2 separate regions of the Anas platyrhynchos genome follow, and region 1 is linked to region 2. Evidence: chromatin contacts called from public Hi-C data. All regions are on one chromosome and are shown on one strand. Each heading gives the region's core, a stretch centred on a gene start, on an enhancer-like site or on the middle of the called end of the contact. The rest is flanking DNA. Distances are from core to core; before and after follow the strand shown.

The links. Hi-C and Micro-C count contacts between places; a contact is called where the count stands out from the background.
Region 1: a contact with region 2 is called in a Hi-C map of small yellow follicle, with 2.4 times the contacts expected there. The contact joins the promoter of PIGK here to the enhancer-like site in region 2. A contact is called at or near these places in 2 of 8 Hi-C or Micro-C datasets (F5 follicle and small yellow follicle).

Annotation. Positions count from the first base shown.
Region 1 is chr8:27,718,657-27,721,356 of IASCAAS_PekinDuck_T2T, forward strand. PIGK (phosphatidylinositol glycan anchor biosynthesis class K) reads left to right here and starts at 1,434. Exons shown (of 10, transcript XM_038182903.2): 1 at 1,434-1,592. The coding sequence starts at 1,521.
Region 2 is chr8:27,639,711-27,642,410 of IASCAAS_PekinDuck_T2T, forward strand. All of the region lies in intron 8 of AK5 (adenylate kinase 5), which reads right to left. All of the region lies in intron 1 of LOC140003022 (a long non-coding RNA gene), which reads left to right. Among named protein-coding and RNA genes, the nearest start is that of AK5, 65 kb to the right of the region's middle. Within about 2 kb of position 1,356, at least 4 of the 8 cell types and tissues checked have an H3K27ac peak or open chromatin away from gene starts, as enhancers often do. A contact at or near this core is called in F5 follicle and small yellow follicle, where this site is marked.

The DNA.
Region 1 (2,700 bases), core at 184-2,683, 79 kb after region 2:
GTAACATTTGGCCTGACTTGTCATTCAGTATAAACATCTGAAGGACTTATGCCTAGTTCAAAGATGCATCATCAAGATACAGATGATGACATTAATTCTGTGGTAAAAAATGTTGACCAAAATGCAATGCCAAAGGATTAATACTTGTAATAAAGTCAAAGAGCAAATAATTTGGCTTAAAAGAAACAAATTCAGTTAAAGAGTTGAGATTTTATGTACTTCTCACTTGGTATCTGACCAACTCCACATGGCAGCTGAAAGGTAACGAGGAACTATCTGGGTCAAAGAACATGAAATCAGCTCATCAATTATAAAACTGGATGAGTACATGCTCTGGAAGATAGCTGCCTGTCCTTTGGGATTACTGACACATCTTGAACACATCTGAGAATGATCACAGACCTAAGCAGAAACATTTGAAAGGAGAAGGAGAAATCTCATGTTTGGCCCCATTTTAAATTATTTTTATTTTCTGGAGCAAGAAGATTCATGATGTGGCATACAAGCAGGGACAAAGGGACAAACACCCATGACACTTCTCAGTAAGTTTGTAAGAGGTTCACACTGGAGAGATGTTCATGTAAAACAGGAGCTGGTGGCAACTGTCTTTGAAAGGGAAAAAGTTCCTTAGCTTTATGCACAAAAAGAAAATGTGATCTAATCATGATTATGTTTATAACAAGGAAACCAGCAATTTCAAAGAGAAAATGTGATGTTACTGACATTATAACATCAATATATGGATAAAGTATGATTTTCTCTTTACTGAGAAAGTCATTACTGATGACAAACACACAGAGCAGGAAAGAGCTTCCTGGTTCAAGGCAGGTACCTTAGCTAATGGAAGGCATCAGGCAATTGAACAGAGGTGTTGACAGGGTATTAGTGGAAATGAAGGAATCATACCAAGTGGTTCAATAGATTGAAATAAAAGCCTGATGATTCATTGGTTCTGAGGGATGAACTGTATATAGCAAAGGCTGTATCCTGGCAAAAGATCTACTTTCTGATCTCCCCCCCCCCACATCACTCACCCCTTTCGCTTGCTGCCCTGCAGCCACCAGGGCCTAAGGCCACCTTGCCAACCCCACCCACACTCTGCCCTCGCAGTGCCTCCCACAAAGGCCAGAGATTTGAGAACTTTTCTGGTACGAGGCTGAGAGGCGCTGCTGGTGCTGCACCCCTAGGAGCCTCCCCAGCTTAACGTGGGATGTGAGGCCACCACGTTTTCTACCACCAGCTCAGCCTGTCCATGGGATGGCCAAGGTCTGGCTAGGGCAGCGCTGCATCACAGGGCTCTAACAGCTCCCCTCACAGCACTGGTGAGATCTGCTACCACTACCGCCCCAGCTCTATTAAAAAAAAACGACATAAGGAGACTGAGCAAGGGGACAACTCATGCTTTATTCAGTTCCTAAAAGCTACGCCGCCGGCACAGAGCGGGCCGTGGGGCAGCCCCGAGCGCCTCTCCCCGCCCCGTGCATGCGCAGCGGCCGCTTCCCGGAGCCGGGCGGGGTAAGATGGCGGCCGCGCTGCCGGCCGTGGCCCTGCTCCTGGGCTGCTGCGGCGCGGCGCTCGCCAGCGGCGTCCAGGTACGGGGGCTGCAGGGGGAGAGCGGCTGGTGAGGAGAGACAAAGAAAGAGAGGGAGGGCAGACGGCGCTGCAGTCTCCCCGCCGCTGCCATGCTGCTGCTGCTGCTGCTGCTGTTTCCCCCTATCTCCGCCCCGCCGCAGGCGGAGCCCGCCCCGCTGGAGCCGCCCCGGGCCGCTGGTGGTGCTCGGGGAAGGGCCGGGAGGGCTGTGGGCAAAGGGGCCGGGCTGAGCGCCCTGCCGCGGAATTAGGGTTTTATAAACTAATGCAGCACATCCCAGAACAGGCACGTGGAACTTGTTCAGAGTGTGTAAAGTTAAAGACCCCCCCCCCTCCCCCCCTTGTAATATATCTGCTTCTGAAACATCTTGCTTTGGCAGTGCAACACAGCTCTCGGTAGGCGGTGATGCGTTTGGCCTCTTCAGCCACTTGCTGACTGAGTTGTGTGAGGGAAAATGGAGGTGCAAAGGGAGTGGGGAGTTGTGGGCTTCCACAGGTGGCTGGGCGCCAGGCCTCACCTGGCCGTGATTGCTGTGCGCAGCTCTGGCAGGTGTTTCCATTTTATAAACCGAAGCTAATGCTTTCCCCCCATACATATATATAACTATATATGTATATATATATAACTTTTTTTTTTCTCGCATAGCATACATGCTGCACCTGGGTTGTTTGCACTTGGATTCTGCTTTATTTAAAAAAAAAAAAAAAAAAAGGTTGTACTTGAAAATAATTACTAGTAGGGCAAGAAGTAAACAATAGAAACGCCTTCAGTATTCGGAAACTGCAGATTTTTAACTACTTGAAGTATAGTACCCTTGCATATGTTTTAACACACTTTTCTATGACTGCGTTTTGTGTAAGGCATCAGGCTGGTACTCCTCAGAGAAGTAAACCAGTCAAATTAAGCATCAGGAGTCTGGATTTCTGTCTTGTGCCTGACTCTTTCTGTGACCGCTGGAAAACCTTAGCCTCTTTAAATATGCTGATACATGCAGTCTGTTTAAGACAAGGACCCTCTCCTCTGCAAAGCATGTTGCAATCTATATAGAAACGGTTGGTATTGTTCTAGCTCCTTATTTTGAAGCATGGACTTAAAATGAGTTAAAGTTC
Region 2 (2,700 bases), core at 106-2,605:
TTAGCTGAATATTTTACACACATGTATCTATCATACTGTGCCATACCAGCAGTTCTTTGAGCAAGTAAAAATATATATTAAAAAGGGGGATAAAAAGGTGGAGTGGGGATAAGGAAGAATGTAGAAAAGATTTGTTAAAAATCAAAATTAATCTGTAAGTAAAAAAAAAAATAAATAAATGAGGGCAACATAGGCAAATATAACTATACATGTTGTCATACTGTATTAAAGTAGAAAGTACAGGCAAGAACTGATTATAGTTTTATTACAGTGATCTCATCAGCATCCCTTTAATGGGGATGTAGGTGTATATAACCACCAATTACTCAGCATGCTGTGGTGGTGTAGATCTCCCTTTGCTGCTGTTAGGTATGTGAAACACTTATGCTCCTGTTGCATTTTATTTCTTCAAAGAACACTACAGTTCCCCATAAATCATCCCTGAACTTCCTTTGGGAATGGAGGTAATTGCAGTATTTTAATTTTAGCAGAGATGTTAGGTGACTTGTCAATAAGAACACAATTATATGTAGAAGTAGAGCCATGTTTAGGACTTAGATTTCCAAGTTTCACTTGTTTAGTTCACAGTATATTTGCTTTGAACTCATTTTCCTTAATAACATAATATTAAATTAAATTTCAAATGTTTCTAGATGATGCTTCTACATCTAGTACCCTCAAAATCAACTTCAGCTGTCAATTAAATAAATTTTCTCACTGATTAAGAATGGTCAGGGATATCAGAAAGCAGTATGAGGTCCAGCACCCTCAGGATATACAGTGTCTCTGCATGAGCGTGGTCCAGTCTGTCACTGTCCGCGTGGTTGTGGAGTCTGACATCTCTTTGCAACTGCATTAGTAGGTATATGCCTATCTGGCTGGTCTTGCAGATTAGACATGTGCAGCAGCCTCTGCTTGTCAAAATCTTGTGTCACTGACAGGTGCCCTTACACCTGCAGTTCGGCTGCACTCAGATTATAAAGCATAGAGAAGCTTTAGGAAGCTGAAGTTAAGTGTGAGAAGAAACTGGGGCTAGTCAGTGCTGAGCTGTGGAATTTCTCTTCTAAATTCCTGCTTCCCTGTAAGAATGAATGTTTGGTTTTGATGAGATACACTGGGTTACTTGCCGGTTTTATGTATGGGCAATGGTCCCTGGGAACAGGTTTTACGAGCCATACAGTTGCTTGCCTTTAAATTTGATTTGTGACTCAAATCACTCTTTGAGGCTGAGCTGCTTTCTGCAAGCTTTGCGTTGAGTTATGCCTTTGGAAAGGGGGGAGCTGCTGTGCTCTGACCTCCTCTGGTCCAGAACTAATGAATATGTGTAAATAAGATAAGATTCACTATGAATACACTCTGACTTGAAGGCTTTTCTTTCCCCAAAAGGCATATCTTCTTATACAGTTCATACTGTTCAGCAGTGTGGAGTTATTTGTGTCAAAAGGGACTGATAGTAATTAAGATGGGAAAACAGTGCTAATGTTATTTGAGGTGATTTTTGTTTGTTGTGCATACAACCAGGAACTGCAGATAATATTTTTTTTTTTGTAATAGCATCCACAAAATGCTGACAGATTATTAGATTCCTATGATTCCCCTTGACTTTTGAGTTCCTACCAAAGACAAGAATTTCTATGTCACTTTACTTTTAAAATAAACTTCATTATCCATTCTGAAAAGAGAAGAAAATAATACCCATACAGAGATGGAAATGAATTTGTTTTTAACCATTTGTTATAAACCAAGATCGTGCTTATTTTGATTTAAAGGATATGTGGGACACTTTCAGATTTTTCATTCTTGTTCTTGATAGTATGAAGAAAAGTACCCATCAGTAGTTTAGAGGGAGAAAAATTGCTATCTGTTTGCTGTAGGTATGTGTTTTTCTTTAACTTTCTGTAGGGTATTTTATGACAAAAATAATGTGATTACTAAGAAAAAAAGCATAATTTATTTAGATTCATATTAATTTCCAGGTACTATCATGATAGACAAAAGAAATAAAATAAAATAAAGAAATTAACTTTGAAAGGGAAAACTGAAGAAGCAAGACATGCTGTGAGTACACCTTTTCCAGCAGGGCAGCAGCATTTTGCGTGATCAGAGCTGTGTAAGAATGTTCTGGTAAATCACACGCTTCAGCTGCAGTTTGTGCGGTATGTTAACCATCTAACCTCATGAGGACAGCAGTAGAACTTAGCACTAAGTCCACCACTAAACCATGCTACTAAGTTGAAGGTTGAACTAGATGATCTTAGAGGTCTTTTCCAACCTGAGTGATTCTATGATTATATCTGAACTGAAGAAGAACTGGGGCTTTTAAAATACATCTTTGTGCTTTGCAGACAGTAGAGAACACTCAACAGCTATATTTTCTGTGCATAGTTATTATCTATTGCTCATTTTAAAATACTTTGTTACAGTTATGTTACTTTTCAGTAGATCTATTGTTATAAAACAGTTCCCAGTGCCTACAAAATTATTGCCAGAAAAAAACACATATTTTTTTCCTTAATCATTCCTCTTTTCTGCACCTCATCATCACTCCTAAAACAATTCTCTATGTTGAGTATTTATGCTTCTTGGTGGAATTTCTCCCCTGGGGGCTTTTTGTTACATTAAGCCACTGCAGCAGAGAAAAGTGCAGTAGGAAAACTGCCAGTGCATTTCAACTGCGGACTCGGTGCTGCTTCACTCCTG